Linked DNA regions of Anas platyrhynchos: region 2 is linked to region 1. The links are chromatin contacts, called in public Hi-C maps. All regions are on one chromosome and are shown on one strand. The core of a region is the stretch at or near the end of the contact, and the rest is flanking DNA. Distances in the headings are between cores, read along the strand shown. Region 1 holds the start of LOC110351601. Region 2 overlaps LOC139999045 (a long non-coding RNA gene).

What was found. Hi-C and Micro-C count contacts between places; a contact is called where the count stands out from the background.
Region 2: a Hi-C map of subcutaneous adipose tissue shows a contact between it and region 1, with 4 times the contacts expected there. The contact joins the enhancer-like site here to the promoter of LOC110351601 in region 1. A contact is called at or near these places in 4 of 8 Hi-C or Micro-C datasets (F1 follicle, liver, skeletal muscle and 1 more).

What each region holds. Positions count from the first base shown.
Region 1 is chr18:10,657,884-10,661,061 of IASCAAS_PekinDuck_T2T, reverse strand. LOC110351601 reads right to left here and starts at 1,916. Exons shown (of 2, transcript XR_005259926.2): 1 at 1,422-1,916.
Region 2 is chr18:10,728,248-10,731,712 of IASCAAS_PekinDuck_T2T, reverse strand. The region is part of intron 2 of LOC139999045 (a long non-coding RNA gene); the gene reads left to right. Among named protein-coding and RNA genes, the nearest start is that of IER5L, 33 kb to the left of the region's middle. Within about 2 kb of position 1,887, at least 1 of the 8 cell types and tissues checked has an H3K27ac peak or open chromatin away from gene starts, as enhancers often do. A contact at or near this core is called in subcutaneous adipose tissue, where this site is marked.

The DNA.
Region 1 (3,178 bases), core at 667-3,166:
TCCTTGATGTGGCAAAACCCACAGAAAACCAGCACTGGGGCCCTTGTCCTAGCTCCTTAATTTCAGCCCTGGCTCCCCAGGGGCACCCCCGTGACCTGACCACCACCTTCCCTGCGCAGCGCCACGCGACGCCTGCATAATTTCAAAGTTTTATTAGGTGCCTCCAAGGCACTGATCGATCGGGGTCCTCTCCAGCCGATGGAGCTTTTAGCGTGTCCTGAGCAAGGCTGGAACCTCAGCCCATCCAGCTTACCAAGCTTCAGACCTCCGTGGCACAGGATGCTGCTGCTCCTGGCAGCGGCTCTCCAACACACGTCCCGCCCCAGCTGGCTGTGCTTCCCCTTGGGTTTTCAGCTCCTAAATCTGAGCCCAGGCCAGCTCCCCAGGTGGGGTCACCCACGGAGAAGGATTTTCCTGGAAGGTGAGTCCGAGCTGTGCGCTTGGCACACGGGGTGAGGGCAGCCGGGGCGCTTTCTGCCTCGCTGCGGCTCCGGGTGCTGCTCCTGAGTGGCACCAACAGCCCCCGGGGGGATGCTCAAGGGGTCCCGAGCGGAGCTGGGAGCAGAGGGCGCAGCTTTCAAACTTTTTCTTTACCACTGTCAGAAGCAGTGATGCCATCGAGGGCCACCAAGCTGCCACCTAGGGCCACCACGGTGCCATTGAGGGCCACCCGTCTGTGTTGGTGTGGGGCAGTGGGCGCACCCCCAGCCTCTTGGTGCCACTGCCACCCCTGGGGGGTCTTGGCACTGCTGGGACCCCCAGCATGGGCAGGGGTTTTGCCACCGAAATCCCTTTCACAGAGCTGGGGGAGCACCCCCACTATGGCCCTGGGGATGCCAAATTGGCCACCTGCACCCTCTCCCAGTTTTGGTGCGCTCAGGGGCCACCGTGCTCTCGTCCCGGTGCCCCCCAGCCCTGGGGGCTCCCAGTGAGGGTGAGGACATCAGGAGGGGACTTTTGGGGGCCCCGCTGCCCACACGGCTCCTTTAAGAAGCCCACAACCAGCTCCAGGAATGAGCTCAAGGTCACAGCAGGAAACCTGCGGACTTGGCAGCGAGGAGGAGAAGGGAGCGGGCGGAGGGAGGGAGGAGGGAAGCAAACGGAGATAAAACCCAGCTCGCTGCCAGGGGAGCCACAAGGTGGGGGCGCAGCGGGGTGCACAGCAGGGGTCCCACCCTTGGGTGCCCAACCCCAGCACCTCGAGGCCCCTCTCCGCAGTGCCCAGTGCCCTCCCATGTGTCCAAAACTGTCCGAGCAGAGGAAAGTCCCCTCCTGTCCCCAGAGCCACCCTGTAACTGCGCGCCCGGAGCTGTGTCCGTGCCACAGGGACACCCCGCGAGGTTTCCCAGCTCTGTGGGAGCAGAGCAGGAGGGAGGTGCTGGCCACGAGGGTCGGATCCTGCAGCAGCTCCCAGCGCTTACCTTGCCCGGATGGTTTCATTTATAAAGCAGCAGCTCCCGGGGTCCCGCGCTCTCTGCCTTCATCCCAACCCCGGGGGATCTTTGGAGCTGTCCTCACCGTCCAGCACAGGGACAAAAAAGTACACCGCAGAGCCCCAAAGCCCAGGAAGTTAATGACGATTATAAAAAAGCCCTCCACAGCTTGTTTTTTAAACCCTTGGCATCGCAACTAACCTCATGATTTCGGGAGGCCGACTTGCCCTCCTCCCAAAGGAGGCGTGCGCCCTCCCCATGCCCACGGCCAGCTCGGAGCATCCTGGGGGCCCGATCCTGCCCCAGTACCTGCAGCACGGTTACGTGCACGGGGAGCCGCTGCCTCGGCACCTCTTTGGTGGGCCAAGAGTGAGCAAAACCAGGACAAATGCCTGCCCACACGACCCGACCCTGGAGGAGACCGGAGCCAAGCTGGGTTTTCGCAGGGGCTGCAGCGCTGAGGCAGCTCCTTCTGGGCTCGCTTTGGAGATGCCCGATTTTAATTTTCATCAGCAGAATTAATCTGCGGAGCTGGTTTCCCCTCCTCCCCCTTCTCCTTCTTTTCCTCCCTGGTTTAGAGGGAGAATCTGAGCGTTTCTCCGAGGAGCTCGGCACCATTTACATTCACTCCTGGCGCGAGCCGGCCGTGCTGCAGCACCAAGCGCAGCCCTCGCTGCGGGGCCTGGCGTTGGCCAGGGGGGTGAGGGACAGGGGAACCAGCCCTGACCCCCCCAGGCACCCCCACCTGGCCCCATCCTCACCCCTGGAGGGGGCTGCTTTATTTTTGTCACCCCGGTCTTTTAGGAAAGCGAAGGGCACAGCGGGGAGGGGAGCAGGGTGCTCCCAGCGGTGCTCAGCCCCGGCCGTGCCCAGGGGGATCCTGGCTTCAGGCTTTGCTCTGCAGCCTCTGGGCTGGTTGGAAACTTGGGGTTTTTGGCCAAATGACAGCCAAAGTGCTCCGGGGATGGGACCCGAGCTGGGGGGAAAGAGCAGCTCCAAATCTTGCAGGAGTTGGAGTTTTATGTGATGCAGGTTGGTGGCCCTGCGCTGTCCCGGCCTTGCATAAAGTTGTGGGCTTCTTTTTTTTTTTTTCTTTTTCTTTAATAAAGATTAATAAAGACGAATTAATTCCTTATTACCGTTATTATTACCATTGCTATAATTATCTCAAAACTGCCGCCCCTTGCAATAACTCACACGATTTCTGCAACACCTGCACAACCCCAGCCCGCGGCGATGCCCTCCGGCCCCGGCCCCGAGATGCCACCTGCCCCTTCCCCGTGTCCCCTCCACGGTGCTGACCCCGGGGGCTCCATCGCGTCCCCCTGATCCCTGTGGTCCTCCCTTGTCCCAGCTCAGCATCTCGGAGCTGTGCCCCCAGATCCGCGTGTTGTGCACAGCCCAAGCTGCTCCCAGCTGGGACGGGGTGAAGGATGCAGTCAGGGGGGTGCCGGTGGGTAGCAGCAGCCCCCTTGCAGGAAAAAGGGACTTTTGCAACAACCGCTGGCCTTCAGTTTAATCAAAGCCAGCAGCCGTGCGTGCACAAAGCCACCCGCAGCACCCTGAAACCCTTCCCTCGGTGGCAATCCAGCGATCAGCTCTGAGTGGGAAGTGCAACCAAAGCAGCCCAGCCCAGGAAGGAAAAAGCAGCAAAGAAAAAAAAAAAAAAAAAAAAGAAAAAAAAAAGTTAAGTTGGGATGGAAAAGGAACGTTAACTCCCCGCCCCGGATGCGGCAGCCCTCTGA
Region 2 (3,465 bases), core at 638-3,137, 71 kb before region 1:
TCCTCAACCTGAAGCTTCTTCATTTATCCATTTCTGTGCAGAAGGATGGGGATTTGGGATCTGAGCTCGTGGGCTGTTAAGTAAATAGCTGAATTTCTGTTCCTGGGCTCTTCTGCCGTGGGGACGGGCGCGTCCTGCTCCGTGCGCTCCGCTCTGCCTTCCTGCGGTCTCCTGCAGCTGGGGGCTGGCTCCTGCTCCCCGAGGGTGGGTCAGCCTGGCCTGTAGGTTATGGGTATGGGAGGGGAAAGCTGGGGCCGTGGAGCTCTGTAAAGGCATTGTTCCCACCAGCTGCCTAAAGCCACCTGTTGGAAATGTTTGAAGGCCACCGGACAGGCATCTTCCAGCGCCACGTGCTTTATTTGTGCAGGATCTCAGAGGAGACTGCCCTGGGAATGTAATACCGTGCGGGGATAACTCCTGGATTTTTGTGCCGTTCTGACCAGGAGGATCCTTGCAGGCGTAACGAGATAAGCAATCCTTTCCTTGCAGGAACGAGATGTAATTATGACTGCCAGCATGGTGGGGGCTGCCACCGGTGCAGGGCTGAGCACCAGGGAGGTGTTGGTGGTGTTGGAAAGAGGCATCAGCCCCAGCTCTGTCTGCTCTTACTGGAGTCTGGAAGGGGTTTGACACCTCTCCCAGACCTTCCTTCTGCTTCACCCCATCCCTGCTCCTCTTTTTTCCTTCCTCTTCAGCTGTTTATGTCAAGCATTTTCTTACCTGGCTTCCCTGCATCCAGGTGTCCTTTCTGTGCCCTGCTCTCTCCTACCCCCTTAACATCCCAGAGTTGTGCCGCATGTGCCAGCGCTGCCCATGGTGAGCTTGGCCTCTGTGCCATGGTGCCGACAGCCAGCCCTTTCCCACCACACTGCTTGTGAGGCTCGGTGTCTTTTTTTTTTTTCTCCATCGTGTAACTAAAGTTTGTGCGAGCCTGTTCTGGTTTAAATGCAAAATATGCATTTGGGAGAGAGAGGGAGGCGTGCAGACCTCACCCCTCAAAGCCCAACCCATCCCCGCTCCAAGACTTTCCAGAAGGAAAGGCGAATAAGAAGAACCTGACCCCATTTCTTCCGAGTCTCATGATTTACAGGCAGCTTTTTGGGCTTCTCTCTGGCGGTGGGCGGCCAGATTGGGCCGAACTCCTGCAGGATTCACATTTCTAGCGGCTTGCGCTCCTCGCCTCTTCCCCACAGCCACCAGGGCAGCTCATGGAGGTGGGCAGCGTGTTGGCTTCAGCAGCACCGCGCACATTTAGCCTCACGTGTGCCCATTTTAAGGGCTGGAAGCGTCAACTGAGCCTTGCCTATGTGTGCCTGACCTGCCTCCACTGCCCCCACTCCCAGCATCGCCTCCTCTCTCTGGGTGGCCCCACGAGGCAAAAAGATCCTGGGCTCGCAGAGCCAGGAGCACGTGGCTGCATTTTGCCAGATTTGGCCCTTTTTCTCCCTGCTGGGACCTGGCTGCCTGTGTGTGTGCGTGCTGGTGGTGTCCCAAAGAGAAAGCGCCCAGCTCCCCTGCATGGCACAGGCACGCGTGCGCACCGAGGGGGCTGCAGCTCCTTCTGCCTCGCTCGAGTTTCCCATTTAAATGCTCCCCTCTGCCAGAGGAGACAAATTCCCTCGGTGGCCCAAAAGGAGCCGACCACCACCCGCTTTTACCCGGCTTTGAGACCCGTGGAGGTGTCCCACCGGGTGCCCCCCACTGCCCCGTGCCGCTGCTGGCTCCAGCCCGGCGGAGGCAGGAGCTCGCTGGTGAGCCGGGGAAAAAAGAGGCTGCAGCAAAGATGGAACAAACAGAATTTTTTTTTGCATCTAGAGGGGGAAGCACAGAGCTAAAAATAAAACGGGAAGATCAGTATCTGTCAGGCTGACGGCGGATTGGCTCTTTGGAAATGCATGTAATTACCAGGCTGTAGGTAGACATTTGCATGGAGCGAATAGCAAGCTACTGAGACAAGGTTACGCTTTAACCTTTAAGTCCTGAATCTGCTGGAAAAACTAAGACAGAACTGCAGGAAATTAACTTAAATTAATAGAGTGGCTGTGGCTGTGCTACATGTTCCCTCGATGCATGTCACTTGGCGGCACCGAGCGCCTCGCTGCCCCTGTGCCCTGGCGCAGGGAGATGCTTTGGAAGCAAGTTTGTCATGCGTGGATCTCCTCCCTCGTTTGGGGATTCAGCCTGAGTGGGGAGAGGAGCTGCAGCTTCTCGTGGTCTGTGTGCCTCCTCCCGTAGCGTCCTTTCAGTTGGCAGCCTGCAAAGGGGCTGGGGGAATTTGGGCAAAGGGTGCGGGTTTTGGGTGCGGGTGCAATCCCGCTGTGCCGATCCACGGCTCCCAGCTGGGAGAGCCAGGGAGGGGATGTGGTCAGGGGGCTGGAGCTTTTGTCTGAGCTCTGTGTGCAGGACTCCGCAGGCAGTAATCCGTGCTGAAACCGCACTGATCGGAGCAGAGATGGTCCCTTTGTGCACGTGTTTGTGGGTGTGCAGAGCCTAAGACTGTGGGCGTGGAACTGGTCCGGTGAAAAACCCAGAGAGAAACTCAAAACGTGCCTGCACGTTCCCACTCCGGGCTCCCATTGGGGCTGTTCGTGCTCCCAGCCTTCCTCCCACCTCCTTACCCCCGGGACACCTCGCTCTCGCTGCTGCCCGTCGTCCCCAAATCGGGCAGCCTGGGGATGGGGGGCGAGGAGGGGGAGATGCCATGGGGTGCTCGTTCCCATCCGGCACCGCCACTGGAGGTGCTGCTGCCGTGGGACGTGGGTACGAGCAGCTGGGTCTTGCTGGGGACAGGCTGGAGAAGCCAGCGGTGACACCCTGCCTTCTGCAGATAAGGCAATAACCATTTCCAGTAACCATTTCCAGTAACCATTTCCAGTAACCATTTCCAGTAACCATTTCCAGAAACGCTGCCTTCTCCTCCTCTCCTGCTGCCTTGTAGCCAAAGCTGAGCAGAAGCGTTGCGGTGGTGGGACCGGCTGGTGCAGGGCACAACCACCCAGCTGCCCGAAGGGCCAGGCCACCGGGAGCCCAAGCTGCTCCACTGGCTCCCCATCAGCTCCTGAAGCCAACGGAAGGCTCTGGCCCTAATCCTCAAAGCGACTGGTGGAGGAAGCGCCAGCAGCAGCAAAGGCAGGGTTTTGTTCACGAGCTGCTCCTCTGAGACAACCCAGAGCAGGGGATGAAGCCTAGGAGAGCGATCTCGGCTCTTTAGGATGTTGTAAGGGGGGCAGCAGGCAGGGCTCCAGGGTTCTGGGATTTTAGGGTTGGTTCCTTACCCCCTCAGAGCAAGGTTCGGGTGCCTGAGCACCACGGGATCGCCAGCCCTGGTGCTCTGAGGAAGCAGAGGGACACGGGGGATTTGTCTCCGGTCATCTGGCTGTGAAGGATGGGGGAGTGCTGCCTCGCTTCTCGGGGTGGTTAGAGGGCAAGCACGTGGGAAATGGTGAGACCTGGGAATTTAATGAC